5 separate regions of the Mus musculus genome follow, and all the other regions are linked to region 1. The links are chromatin contacts, called in public HiChIP or PLAC-seq and promoter capture Hi-C maps. All regions are on one chromosome and are shown on one strand. The core of a region is the stretch at or near the end of the contact, and the rest is flanking DNA. Distances in the headings are between cores, read along the strand shown.

Region 1 (2,700 bases), core at 21-2,520:
CCCTTTGGTTCCTCACTGTGAGGGGTGCCTTCTGTGAGGTAAAGTGCCCTGCCATGCACCTTTATTGGCTTAGATCATGTTTTGCAAATAGCATCTTCAGAGGTATGCTTGTTGGTGAGGATGGCATTTTATGGAACGCCTCGTTACTGAGAACATCCCTAACGAAGCCCAAAGGAGAAGCTTTTCCTGCCCCTGTTCAGCCTCTGCTGAAAGAGAGGAGTGAACATCCCTTGTCCTGTCTACTATTCAAGTCTATTCAATTGTTTTAGAAGGCAACACCAGCTATCCCCCATATATCAACCGGTTCAAGGTCAGAAAAGACCTGTGGTAGCTAAGTTCACTGGGTAAATGCTTGATCTTTTTCTCTCCCTGCCACTCCTTGATCTTCCAAATAATTACTGCCCCTATTGCTTTTTTCTCCCCTCACCCCCTAGAAAGGATTTCCTGTAACCTGGGCTGGCCTCAAACTCCCTCTGACCTTGAGTGACCTATCTTCCTGCCTCTATCTCCGGAATGCTGAATTTCTGGTGGGTATGCCCATGACTGTTTGTTGTATGGGATGCTGGGGATCAAACTTGGAAGTTTAATGCATGCTAAGAAATCACTCTAACAACTGACTTATTCAATGTCAAAGCTATTTCTAAGGCAAAAGGGACCCCAAGCTGATATACTTATTTCTGCTCCAGCTGTCTTGTTTAACTTTGAGCCTTTTGTGAAACCAGACAAGGGGCTTTCACCTGAGCCATTTTAACAGTCCTAAGTCACTAGGGTGAGAGAGAAAGTAATCTGTCCACAGAAAGAACAGCAGTGGTCCAGGAAGCAGATGAGGTTCACTCAGCTAGCAGGACCGTTGGGCCTATCTCCTTCTGCCCCAGTCCCCAGTGTCAAAGCCCTCAGGTTTGCTGCAGGAAAGCACTCTGCCCTGCTCTACCCTTCTCCTAACCACTCACAGGGACAGCTAGAAGAAGTGGTGTCCATTGTGAGTGCAGCAAATTCCTACATCCACAGACTCTCACAAGGATAGAGACTAGAAATTGGCTAAGTGGCCCAAACCCCTTGAAACTGGCTTCAACGCAGTGGGAAGCATCGTAGTGAGATTCTAGAGAGCTGCACAACTCATCCGTGTGTTTGACAGGAAATGCAGTAGGCCATCATGGGGTAGGGCTCTTAGTTATTTTTGGCCAAGATGGTTGGTATGCAAAAAGAACTTCCCCTTTTTTTTTTTTTTTTTTTTTTTTCCTTTTGCATGACAGATCCACAAATGCTGAGCAGCTCCCAGCATTTCGGTTCTAAGATCGACCTTCTGAGCACTTCATTGCCTGCCAAATTGCCAGGGCTATTAGAGTGTGATTAGATTGCTTGGCTCTGAGCATTAGATAATCCTACGCAGCTGGGCTTGCTCTGGACCTGGGATGGCTCCGGACATCAGCTGCTTCTTTTTAGTGGCCCTCTTCTTGGCCAGTTGCCGAGCCACCACATCCTCAGATCAGAAGTGCATTGAGGTGAGTCCAAACTATTTGTCTCTACCCAGCTGCTGACACTTGCTGAAAAACTTGAGATATCGTATACAGATTCATCTGAGCTTTGGCTCGCAGTCTCTACTGTCCTGAAAAGGACAACGGGAGATATCATCAGGGGTTTGGTGCAAAGAGCAGATCCCCTCAATCCTGATGCCTAAAGCTGTTTGTCCACTGTCCTAGGACATGGTCACTCCCCACAGAACCCTTTGGTTTCTTAGCTGTCTTGAGAAGGGCTAGTAAAGACAGGCTCATGCCAAGATTCAGAAAATTTATAAGGATCATTGTGAATACAGATTGATCTTCTCCTCCAATTAGACAAACCCTTCCATCTGTAGGACTAACCAACCAGAGTAAATCTGAGACCCGAGGCAACTCAAACCTTCTGGTTTAAACTGTAACAATATTTATCAATGCATGGGAAACCATGAAGAGAATGGAGAGAGAGAGAATGGCCTCGATCTTTTGCCATCTTAAACCTCCCTACCACTGTCCTTGACCCTGGCCAGTAGCCAGTCCACGTGGGCCTGCTTGACAAATGGCGAAGACAGAAAAGACTGTGAGCCTTGATGGCTCGGTTAGCCGCTTTCCTACTTGGAGACCAAAAGGAGAATGTAGGCCAGGGATAGCTAGAAGTCAAGGGTATAAATTGAACCCAAAGCCAGGACTGGAATAAAGTCTGGAGCAGAAATAAACAGAAGCTTGTTAGCCTTGGATTTGGGTAGACTCGGGATGCTCCCAGACTGAGCAGAAATAGGATACCAGGGAAATCCAAGGCAGGGATGTTATATTAGTTTCTTTGGGTTTCCAGAAGCAGAGCTTCAGAGTGAGGGATTTTACACAGTAGGAATGTATTGTTTGTCGTTTCTGGAGGCTGGAGATCCAGGATGGAGGTAACAGCAAGGTTGTTTTCCTCTGAGGACTTTCCCTTGGCTTATCGTTGGTTGTCCTCTTGTGTCTCTCCCCATGCTTAAGTGTGTCTCATTTTCTCTTATTGGGACATTAGTCATGCTGGCTCAGGACCTACCCAGCATTCCTCATTTTACTGTAATCATATCTTGAAAGGCCTTCTCTCCAGTTATAGTCACTTGAGGCATGGTGTCCTCGGAGTTAGAATCAGTGGCAGGAGTACATGGTTGGGAGGATGGGACACAACTCAGCACATAAAAGAAGTAAAAGAGGG
Region 2 (2,787 bases), core at 271-2,770, 850 kb before region 1:
GTGATGCTTTGTAGAACCAAGATGACCACAGGGATGGAACTTTTCCAGTTTGGAGAGCTCTGTGGTTTTCAAGGAGTCCAAGGCTCATGGGAGGAGCAAGCAAACATTAATACATATATAGTCGTTAGGAAGATAGTCCAGTGGAGACTGGGAACAAGATGTGAAATCAGAGAAGACATATCAGAAGAGTGATTCTTGACCAATTTTCCCCAGATGAACAGGGATATACCATACCACAAGGTTACAATCAGAGTAGTTAGCTCTAGAACAGCATTTACTGGACAACCAATACTTTTTGTTCATTCTATAGACCTGCGGGGCTGGGGAAATGGCTTAGAGTACTTGTCTAGCATGCTGAGAGCCATGGGTTTGATCTGTAGCTCCACAAACAACACAACAATAAAGACAACAAAAGCAACACTGTGTGCTTATCTCTAACATTCATCATCTGAGCCAATGACTCTTGTTCCATCCCTCCTCCTCTATTTAAAAGCAAGTTCCTTGAGAGATAATCATATTAAAAAAAAGAAATTAGAGAGACCCATAGGAACTTAAAGGAGAGGTGAATTCTGGACCTATACGATTTGCTAAACAAACATATGGTACATCAGGCTATGGCCTCAATAGCCTCTGATTCCATTAGAAAAGTCTTGATGATGGTCTTGACATTTGGAGTAGAAGAAAGAAAGAAATAACAATTCTTTCAGACTTCAGAGATGGTCTCGTTCCTATCTGAGTTGTCTTTCTAGTGCAGAACCCTAGCAGCCAAGGTATGCTTGGTTTTCAATGTAATTCTCCACTGAAGACATTATTCTCTGTAGATTATTGGTTCTCTTGGGCTACATGAATATTTTATTTAATTTTGATGACATGAAGACTCCAGTTTAAGTGGAGAAGCTGTTTTGTAGTTTGGGGTATAATTTTTAATAAAGGGGGTGCATCTGTGTATCAGGTGGTGGGAAGTTGCTTACAGAAACCCTGTGAAGAGACATGATGTTGACCTATGATAGCTCCTGTAGCAGCCATAAAAATATTACCTCGAATTTGGTGACTCATAACAATAAGGTCACATTTATCATCACAGTTTTGAAAACCAGAAGGACAAAGTGACAGTATCCTCAGGGCTATGTACCCTCTGAAGGCTCTAGGAAGAATTCTGCCCTTTGTTTTCTTTAGCTTCTGGTACTTTGGGGTGTATTATGGCTTGAGATCCTGTAACCATTCTTTGCCCAGTCTCCAGCTGTTCCAATATTCTTCAGTCCAACTTCTGTTTGTCCTCTATAAGGTTGTTAAATGGAAGGCCTACCTAGGTAATCCAGGGTGATCTCATACAAAAGTCTCTGATTTAATTACATCCAGATCATTTTCAACATAAGGTGCCATTTACAGGTTCCACAGAATAGAATATAGACATATCTTTGGCAGGACAGGGGTCACCACTCACTCTATTGCATGACCCATGGTTGGGAGAGCTGATAATAGCAGAGTTGCCTCCTCAGGGAAGATTCTGAAGTTTACTCTCACTTCCTTCATCATAAGAGGAACATTATTCACAATCATGTGTTAGAGGTCAAAGAAGGAATCGTATCCTGATAGGACCAACTCCAATTATACCTAGGAGATTTGCTCTGATTTCTTTCTGTATGTAGTGTTTTCATACATTTGAGTTAGCTCAGTATGTTAAAAATACAATTTTTTTTTACACAAAAGTCCTACATTCTGGCTCATCTCATAAAGTCAGCCCCTAAATTTCTTCTTCTCAGTAACACAGCTGGAAGATTCTCCTTATGACAAGGCTGTGACATCACTGCTTTCTACTTATCCCAGGACCATTGTACTAAGTGCTTGGCCCCTGGGAGTCTTGGCTGGGTGGTTTCTATCCTTGGGCACAGCCCAAGGGGCAGCTTATCACTTGGGACAGAAATGCAAGCAGTGGCTCTGACTCATGGAACTAAACTCTGACCATGGTTTACAAAAGTGTTTGCACAGAGGAGGATCATGTACCATTTTCGAATCACTTGATGTATTCATGGGTAGCCAAATCCATAATCCAAAGATCTCCATTCCCGTTTGTCCATGATGGAATGCACAGTTTAATATGTTTCTCTTCTCAGAACAGTTTAACTTCTTTCAAGCTTAGTCTTGTGTAAACATGATTTATAATCTGGAGTTTTCCAGCATCAACTTAGTTCCAGAAGACTTGCTTATTGCTTTTTTGGACTATGTGTTTTATCTGTTTTATAATGCCACTTATATAACATGATGAATATCTTCCTGCTGCTGTGAAAGTTCTTTTGTTGCAACTTATACGCACAGAGCTTCACTGAGCTAACGCTTCTAATATGGCTTTGCCAATATCCCTGTCCCGGGACATGTGGAGTGTGGGAATCACTTTTTAAAGTTTTTTTTTTCTTTTTAAACAGATACCCACTGCTTTTCTTTGCTCTTAAAGTTCAGATCATGCCAAGTCAAGGACAGCCTTCAGCCACAGAGCTGTGTAGAGACCTTCAACACAGAACACTAATCTACTATTCACAATCAGAGTGAGTGTTGGCAGCGAAGGATTAAGGAAGCATTGACCCCGAGGTGTTCTGTCAGAAGTATTTTACCCAGGATTAACTGTTCTTACACAGCCTTCCTCATGCCACTCTGAACTTTTTTTTTTAAAGGCATGGTTTCTGTCTAAAGCATAGAGATAATATTTCATGTGGACTATTTTAATGATGAACAAAAATCAGATTTTTATTTTATATGCTTCTTCAGATAGGATCTAGGTTGAGAGTCATG
Region 3 (2,700 bases), core at 62-2,561, 780 kb before region 1:
GAAGAGACTGGGTCAACAGGACAAACACCCTTTTGAAAATACAAAGTCTGATGACTGGGAGCTCACTGGTGTCACTCCCATGGTAGTTTTTGTTTGTTTCCAATTGGCAAAAACAAACAACCACAAACAAATAACCCCCACAATCTAAAATCTTGTTTTCCAAAGCAAAGCAAAGCAAAGCAGCAAGCAAAAACCTCCTTCTGTGAGTCTAGCTCCCCCTAAATTCCAGGGCCCACAAGATGAACAGGAAAGAGAGTGAGCACCTTCTGTGACTCAGTTGTACCTCCAGGCTAGCAATTCTCAACCTGTGAGTTGTGACCTTCTTTGCGGAGGTTGAACAACCCTTTTACAGGGGGTTGCCTAAGACCATCAGAAAACACAGATACTTACACTATGACTCATATCAGTAGCAAAATTACAGTTATGAAGTAGCAATGAAAGTAATTTTATGGCTGGGGGCAGGGGGGGGGGAGGTGTCCCACAACATGAAAGGGCCACAGGGTTAGGAATGGTGAGAACGACTGCTCTAGATGTGACGATTAGTGTTATTTGTCACCTTGACAGACTCTAGAGTCACCCAGGAGATAGGTCTTAAGGCATGTCTGTGAAGGACTGTCCTGATTCATGATGGTGGGCAGGACCAAGCCTTGACATGTTTAAAACAGAGAAATGAAGGAGAGCACCAACATGCTGGTGTCTGTTGCCCGTTCATTCTGTCTCCGAATATGACGTAACCAGCTCCTTTCAGTTCCTGCCACTGTGACTTTTCTGCCAGAGTGGACCTTAACCTGAACTCTGGACCAGAACAAGTCCATTCTCTCTTAAGTTGTCTTTATTTTACACAGCAACAGAAAAAGAAATTAGGACAATAAACCATGCAGATCTGAGAACCTATCTGTATACTAAACCCAGTATATAAGCCCTATTATGCCCTACGTGGCCAGTGTGATGGGAAGAGGACCCAGACCCCAGCTGAAGAGAACCAGACAAAAACAGTAGCTTTCCTTACCTTGATCTCTATAAAAATTTTGTTGCTTAGAAAAAAAATTAAATTCTCCTTGCTTAGAAGGAGAGTTCATATTTAGAAATACTGTGAACCAGAAAAAAAAAATGGTATCTTGAATCTTGGCGTTCCAAGTCTTGTTGGCTTGTGGCCAAGCTTCAGGATGCTTCTAAGAGCCATGTGGGGAATGCAAATCGGGATGTCTAACTCTCTTAAGGGCAGTCAGGAGGGCTGATGGTCTATGCTGCATGCTGTAAATCTACCACACAAAAAACCGCCCTCTTTGCACCAGCAGCAGCTCCAGACTTTGGCCTAAGCCCAGTTCCCTATTTCGTCCAAGTTGCTCTTAGCCTTAGTATTTAAGCCAAAGCTTTGTTCTATACACAGGCTGCTATTGATTGGGCCTTCTTATCTCTGTCTCCACAGATAAGGTATACATTAGCAAGACTATTCAGGGGTGGCCTTTTACAAAGGCAGAACGTCTCTTTGGTATCCAGGGTCAAGAAAGGCAGTGTTCAGGAGTGCTTGGTATCTTGAAGGTGTGTATAGAAGTGGTGTACAGAGGGGGTCCAGAAAGACACTCCCAGGCAACAAAGTTGTGAGGAAATGTGTTTTTTGTTCAGATCTGTGCCCCAGTTGGAAGTTGTATTCAGTAGATGTTTTATTTTAGGGCTGGTGTATGTGGTTGGTATGTGTGTGGTGTGTATGTGATGTGTGCATGTGTGTATGTGGTGTGTAATGTATAAAGTATGTATGGTATGTGTGTATGTGTGTGTATGGTGTAGTGTGTGTGTGTGTGTGTGTGTGTGTGTGTGTGGTGTGTGTATAGTGTGTTGTGTGTGGTATGTGGAGTGTGTGTCTGTATGTCTCTGTGTGTGCATATATATGTATATGTGTGGTATGTACAGTGTGTGTGTGGAGTATGTGTGTGTGTTTACATACACAACAACCTCTTTAGGGATTGGAAGTCTGCCTTGTACTCATTTTAACTTCTGGAGGCCAATGTGAGAAGTCTATGCTGGAAGCCTGTTAGCTTATTGTTTCCCTCCTTGCAAGGCGAGGCTGCAACGTGACTTTAGCCACGCATACCCAGCTAGAAGAGAGTGAGACAAAGTGTGTGGGAATTGCCACAATCTGCTCCCAGTCCCTGGATTTCCCTTTCCTAATGCTCTGAGCAGTGCTTTGCTTAGACAAGTCAACACTCGCTCACCAGCCACTGCACTCTCTGGCTCAGGGTACCAACGCTACTTAGTTTGAAGAAAAAAAGGCTGAAAAAAGAAAGAAAAGAAAAGAAAGCTTTCCTGGAATCTCTCATGCGTGTGAGAAACAAAAAGAAAAGAACAGAAATGTCAGAGCCCATGCTCTCGTGGTGATAGGCTCTGGAAAAGGAGACTTTAGTTTTTCTTTTCTTTATCTGGTATCACATTTTCAATTCACACCCATTATTAAGTGCGAGAAACACAATCATAGATTAGTTGAAGAAAGGGAGGAGCTAACTTTGCTAACAGAACAAATGACCTAGGCTATTTCTAGTCATCTGGTCATCGCGCTCAAATATGTTATGCCTATAAATAGAAAACAGGCAAGGGGTAAAGAAAAAAGATCCCCAAAGGAAGGAAGAGAGATGAACGAATAGAAAGGCACATAGGTCATGTCTGTGGCCACCTTCCCAGTCAAACCTTTTATCAGCTCTTCTG
Region 4 (2,700 bases), core at 8-2,507, 900 kb before region 1:
GGTTCTTCCCTCCTCATTTAAATATCTTGGGACTGTCCCACAGACACACTGCCAATGTGTCTCCTAATTATTCTGAATGCATTCAAGATGACAGTAAAGATCAAACATACATGGGCTGCCCCATATAGTTACAGGCCCTAAATAGAAATGCTGTGGGCGCACAGCAAACAGGAAAAACTTTACATATACATGAGTACCAGATCAGAGTAAGTAGAGAGACATTTCTGTTACAATCATGGAGATTTATCTGAGATTTCTATCTGATTAGTCCTCTGTAGTGTGTGACCCCATCACCGTAAGTGTGATGGCTAATTGTATCAAAAGTAACTGTGTAAGAGATTTCCCAGATATCCAGCCAAACATATTTTGAGTATGAGGGTGTTTGTGGATGAAATTAATACTTGAATTAGTAGACGTGGTAATACATCGTTCTCTCTAACATGAGTGAGACTCAGGCAGATTGCAGAAGCTTAGAACATAGAGGTTGGCTACTACAGGAAAGATGGTTCCTTCCCTCTGGGTACCTAGAGCTGAAGCATTGCTTTGCCTTGTTTCTCGTCTTCAGGTTACCCTGGATCTCTGGTCTTACTGGCATTTGCCTAGAGCTACTCCAGCTGGCTTCTGGTTAAGCCAAGTCATTGGGACCCAGCTTGGTGACCCCTGCTTTCCTAAGGTTCTAGTATGCTGCTCATTGAGCTTTGTCAGCTTTTCATAACAATACTAGCAATTCCTTGCAGCAAATCTCTTTGCATCTTCACACACACACACACACACACACACACACACACACACACACACACACTATTCCGTTTCTCTGGAGAACCCTAGTGTTAAAAGGAGCTTAGAGAGGGATGTACCACATTAGTAAGTTCAGGAAGCCAAATGTTAATGAATTTCCCCCCTCCTAATGAGGACTTAGAGTATTTTAGATAAATACTGAGCATTGTGAATGTGAATCACTTAATTACAGCCACAGTACATGCAGAAGTAAAAGCCTTCTGCTCAGGAAAGCTAGACAAACCTTAAGCCAGAAAGCATTGCTCCTACCCTCCTGGTAGCCACTAGGAAGGCTCTTTAACAGTTCCATTCTTCTTTGCAAACCTGCATCTCCGTGATACAAAGGTGGCTACTGGGCTCGCTGCTTGTCTCATACCGAAAGGCCAAGATGATGACTTACATCACGGTCCCAAGTCATAGGCACTGCCTGAAACATAGTCTAACGTTCCTGGAACATTCTGTGACATCTCTACTTCCTCACAGCCTGTGTAGAAGTCACAGGAAGCCTTTCAGACTCTGCTTGGTCCCAGACAGATAGGCCACAAGATTCTCCTGAGAAACAAGAAGAAACGGCCAGGAAGTTAGTTTTTTTCAAGACTGCAGAGATCAATGCAGAGCCCCAGGGCCTCCTGGGGAGGCCTCTGGGACTTTTCTTTATCTTCCTAGAATAGACAGAAAGGTCAGAGAGAGAGAGGGAAAGGCTCCTGCTGCACTCAGCAGATTGACAGAAAGTCTTGCCCCATTCTTGTGTATAAGAATGATCTAAGCCACTGGAGTCTCTCTGAGTTTCAATAAAACCAAACTCTCAAACAATAACTGATAAAACAGAGCTTTCAGGTGGACCAGAAACAATGACTAGACCTTGGGCACCAATGGTCCTGTCTTTGCTACTTGGCTGTACAGCTTAACCTGCAACTGTGTCATTGGAGGGAAAAGAAGAAGAGCTGAATTAGATGACTGGCTCAGACTCAAACAACCTAAGGTATCCTGGTTATCTCTCTAGGGTGGTTTTATCAGCACAATAAACCTGACTGTTTGCTTTGAAGGGTGGGATTTTTTTTTGACTGTAGGCCTTTGATTCTGTTTTGTAGCACTTGGTACACAACAGCCCCGTACTAAGTTCTAGAAGCATAAAACGAACTCCCAAACGTGTGGGGTCTTGAAGATGATCTGTAGTCTAGTTTAAGAAACTAAGCACCAAATTGTTCTTCTTAAAGGACACAACAAAAGGAAACCCACCACAGCTTCAAAACATGCCTTCAAAGACCCCCTTCCTCTTCCCACTGGGAGGTGCCCCTGGCAGGGGCAACTGAGAGTGAAAGTCCTGCCTTACTCTCCTGCATATTCCAAGTAAGGTTACCCGCCACACAGGACATCTGGCTGCTCTTCAACACTATGCTGGAGTCAACAACAAAGAGACCATCAGTAGGGACTCCAAGCAGCCAGTGCATGCCTCATCTGGGGCAGGAGCCCAGGTACCATTGACTGTACCTGTAGGCGAGGTCCTGGGAGAGACCTGCCTACGGAGACCTTTTTAGATTCTCAACCATAAAGCTGAGAACAAAAATGAAAGCACAGGCCTAAGCTGCTGGTTTGGGGGTAATTAATTATGTATTAACAGTGACTATAGTGATGTCTTCACCAACATTATTCTTACAAGAACCAAGAATTAAAGATATAATGGTAACACATTATCACGAGATTTTTTTATGTGTACAGCCCACTCCAGAAATGATAAATATAGATTAGATAGATACATACAGATAGAAAATCATTCAGCTGTCCTAAAATTTCCAAACATAGAATTATGCCATGCTCTAAAACTTAAAAATGTAACTTTGAAACATGGTTTAAAGTTCTTCAAACCAGAAATGCACATGCGAGATATGAGTATTAGGAAAAAAAAATCATCTGACTTAATAA
Region 5 (2,700 bases), core at 197-2,696, 960 kb before region 1:
CACCTCCCTTTTTTTGTCAAATGCACCTTATGACATTATACAACTCTGGAGAGATGCCACTACTTAAACCTCTAAATAGTGCACATGGTCAAATTAACCAGATCCCAGCACCAAGAGCCACCAGTTGCCCGTTCTACAGAGCCTGTCTCATGTCAGCTGGGCAGGAAATACCAGATTCCAAAGGCTGGAATGAAAGAAAGCCCAAACCAACCACAGAGTTACAAAATCAGCCATCAATTTGTCTAATTAAAACTCCATTTAATATTTCATTAAAATGGAATTCTGGTGGTCTCAAGAAATATGCATTTAAAAGAGCTATGTAGCCACTTCTTAAATACCTATCATGACTTACAGAGACCGGCTACGGCCAATGATCCTGGGCTTAAGGTTCCTAAAGAATCATGCATTTTCATATATTTTAGCCAAGAACTTTACCAAAAGAACCTCTCCGTGACCATCGCACCACCTGGAGCGTGGGCCGAACTTTTCATTTTATTTCTCTCTTTGGCCAATAGATGGCAACCTCTATTGGGCAGGAGAATCAGATTCAGAGCAGGCAGGCAGGCATGTCCTCCCTCCCACCAAGACCCAGCACATTTTTTCTTTTTTTCCTTTTAAGCATTGAGCTATTTCATAATGAATTAGTGAGCAAGAAAACAAAATATTTTTAAGTTATTTTGCTATTGCAACTCTGACTTTGTAAAGGAAAATGGAGTTCTGAAAAACCAAAGGTTTTCCTCAAAGAGGAAATGGACACACTAAATGGACAAAGCAGAAGTGAACTGCAGCTCTGGGTATGGTTTTGCCAGTACTATGCCCTCTGAAGATACAGTATGGAGTCAACTAAACTCTGCCTAACAGATCCATGACCCTGGAATGGTTTATACCTAAGTGGCACAAACAGTTGGGCCTGATTGCCTATACTTATAATTCTAGCTCTAGAGAAGCTGAGGCAGGAGGATTATCATGAGTTTAGAGGTCAGCTTGGGTGTGTGTGTGTGTGTGTGTGTGTAAAGTATTAGTCTCCTAGGACTAAAGAAGAACAGTCTTGGAAAACAAAACAAGAAACAAACAGAAAACAGAACTAGATACTATTGAAGCAGGCAAAGGAAAACATGAGTAGAGACTCCTAATGAGCATCATTCAAGCAACAATGTTCCATGTTAAATGAAAACTCTGTGCTAAGAAACGAAACCATTCCAGGTTCCAGGGTGCCTGCGCCTGGGAAAGCACCGAGCTGTGGAGAAAAACGCATTTTGCCACAGAACACAGCTGGTCCTGTCTGCCTTCCACGGACGAGGAGGAGAACTCTCAGGTGAGGTAGAAGAGGCAGCTGGTCTAAACATGACAATTCTGCTGTCATTTCTCCCTCAAACACCGACAAAGAGAGCGTCGAAGCGTTTGCTATCTCCCATGATCTCCTGCTTTGTGCGTGGTTTCAGCTGTTTAACTTGGCCCTTGGCCTCTATTTCCTGTGGCCGGGCAATCTCAATTCCTTTCATTTTCGTCAGGTTCAAACATATCACTTAAGTCTAAGAAACACTGAGTGTGTGTGTGTGTGTGTGTGTGTGTGTGTGTGTGTGTTCAATGTGTCCTTTCTGTTTTGAGAATTATCATCAATGAGCCTTAGGTCCTGGGGTCTTCTGGGAGTGGAGGTGTGTCTGAGAGAGCTCCCACACAGCTCATTCCTGGCCATCGATCCCATTTTACAGATGAGAAAGCCAAGGCTATGTATGTTATGGTACCATCTTTAGGTCATGCAGCAAATACTTCACAGTGACTAAGACGGACTCTCAGCCAAGGATGCCACTGGAAGTTTTTAATGCCTGACTTATTTACAAGTTCACCATGTAACTGAGACCATAGTGCAATGGCTACCCCTTTGGCTGTACAATAGCAGAAACCAATCTTCATCCCAGGCACTTTACACCAGATTCAAGGGCGCACACATAATAAATGATGCAGAAGCCAAACAGTTTGTCTTTCTTTTTTTTTTTTTTTCCTCTAAAGTATATTTGTACAAATTCCCAAATGTCCCGAAAAACTGTTCCTACTGCTGACTGTGTCCGTTTTTACTCTAATTAAGAACTGTCAAAGACAACTGGGAATGGCCAATGTACTTGAGTAGTCTAAATTGCTTTGTTCTACAGATTCTCTTTGGCGAGAAAACGAGATGGGTAACAAGGATTGTTCTGTGCTATACATGGAGGATGTTGAGATGGGATCTTCCATCCCAGAGACAGCAGCTAGGTCTGAGAGTCAACCTGAGGCGCGCCACTTGGATGCCCGGTTTAATCCCGACAGGAACTGTGAGTGAGTTCCCCCTTCCATTCTGCCCCTTTTCGTAAGAGGCTGAGAGAGTTGCCTCTGTGGATTTCCCAGAAACTCTGTCAAACCCACGGGAGGGGCAACGCAACAACAGCATCTGACAGAGTTTTAAAGAGAACACAGCAGAAGTAAGCGCTGCTCTTTACCTCTGCTTCTAGTCACCTGTATTGATCAGAGCAACTCAAACGAGAACCTTTCTCCAGAAAGGACACTGATTGCTCTGCCACTATTACTGGAAAACGAAAAACATCAACAACAATAGGTCTCACCAGTTAACTCTCCAGAAACAGTTAGCCAGCTAATCAACACAACATTAATATATTTAGCATGAGTTATGATTGTGGTTAAAGCTAAAACGTCTTTTTGGTACCC

Evidence for each region. Promoter capture Hi-C pulls out the DNA fragments that hold promoters and counts their contacts. HiChIP or PLAC-seq counts read pairs in DNA pulled down with a chosen protein or histone mark.
Region 2: a contact with region 1 is called in an H3K4me3 HiChIP or PLAC-seq map of bone marrow-derived macrophages, with 4 times the contacts expected there. The contact joins the enhancer-like site here to the promoter of Cd180 in region 1. A contact is called at or near these places in 5 of 39 promoter capture datasets (3T3-L1-derived adipocytes, cranial neural crest, frontonasal cranial neural crest and 2 more), 2 of 115 datasets of contacts at active chromatin or transcription factors (bone marrow-derived dendritic cells and bone marrow-derived macrophages) and 2 of 9 other capture datasets (adipose tissue and liver).
Region 3: a contact with region 1 is called in a promoter capture Hi-C map of liver, with 2.4 times the contacts expected there. The contact joins the enhancer-like site here to the promoter of Cd180 in region 1. A contact is called at or near these places in 6 of 39 promoter capture datasets (the 3T3-L1 cell line, the C10 cell line, hippocampal neurons and 3 more), 3 of 115 datasets of contacts at active chromatin or transcription factors (bone marrow-derived dendritic cells, bone marrow-derived macrophages and microglia) and 1 of 9 other capture datasets (adipose tissue).
Region 4: a contact with region 1 is called in an H3K27ac HiChIP or PLAC-seq map of microglia, with 7 times the contacts expected there. The contact joins the enhancer-like site here to the promoter of Cd180 in region 1. A contact is called at or near these places in 2 of 39 promoter capture datasets (hematopoietic stem and progenitor cells and liver) and 5 of 115 datasets of contacts at active chromatin or transcription factors (bone marrow-derived macrophages, embryonic stem cells, microglia and 1 more).
Region 5: a contact with region 1 is called in an H3K4me3 HiChIP or PLAC-seq map of bone marrow-derived macrophages, with 8 times the contacts expected there. The contact joins the enhancer-like site here to the promoter of Cd180 in region 1. A contact is called at or near these places in 10 of 39 promoter capture datasets (the C10 cell line, the HPC-7 cell line, cranial neural crest and 6 more), 1 of 484 Hi-C or Micro-C datasets (bone marrow-derived macrophages), 6 of 115 datasets of contacts at active chromatin or transcription factors (bone marrow-derived dendritic cells, bone marrow-derived macrophages, embryonic stem cells and 1 more) and 1 of 9 other capture datasets (liver).

The regions. Positions count from the first base shown.
Region 1 is chr13:102,692,288-102,694,987 of GRCm38.p6, forward strand. It overlaps Cd180 (CD180 antigen), which reads left to right and starts at 1,271. Exons shown (of 3, transcript NM_008533.2): 1 at 1,271-1,502. The coding sequence starts at 1,413.
Region 2 is chr13:101,842,726-101,845,512 of GRCm38.p6, forward strand. No RefSeq gene overlaps it. Among named protein-coding and RNA genes, the nearest start is that of Pik3r1, 76 kb to the left of the region's middle. Within about 2 kb of position 1,521, at least 13 of the 459 cell types and tissues checked have an H3K27ac peak or open chromatin away from gene starts, as enhancers often do. A contact at or near this core is called in bone marrow-derived dendritic cells and bone marrow-derived macrophages, where this site is marked.
Region 3 is chr13:101,913,595-101,916,294 of GRCm38.p6, forward strand. No RefSeq gene overlaps it. Among named protein-coding and RNA genes, the nearest start is that of Gm41044, 99 kb to the right of the region's middle. Within about 2 kb of position 1,312, at least 50 of the 459 cell types and tissues checked have an H3K27ac peak or open chromatin away from gene starts, as enhancers often do. A contact at or near this core is called in adipose tissue, bone marrow-derived dendritic cells, bone marrow-derived macrophages and 1 more, where this site is marked.
Region 4 is chr13:101,795,889-101,798,588 of GRCm38.p6, forward strand. No RefSeq gene overlaps it. Among named protein-coding and RNA genes, the nearest start is that of Pik3r1, 29 kb to the left of the region's middle. Within about 2 kb of position 1,258, at least 29 of the 459 cell types and tissues checked have an H3K27ac peak or open chromatin away from gene starts, as enhancers often do. A contact at or near this core is called in microglia, where this site is marked.
Region 5 is chr13:101,735,390-101,738,089 of GRCm38.p6, forward strand. The region is part of intron 2 of Pik3r1 (phosphoinositide-3-kinase regulatory subunit 1); the gene reads right to left. Among named protein-coding and RNA genes, the nearest start is that of Pik3r1, 31 kb to the right of the region's middle. Within about 2 kb of position 1,447, at least 65 of the 459 cell types and tissues checked have an H3K27ac peak or open chromatin away from gene starts, as enhancers often do. A contact at or near this core is called in the HPC-7 cell line, bone marrow-derived dendritic cells, bone marrow-derived macrophages and 3 more, where this site is marked.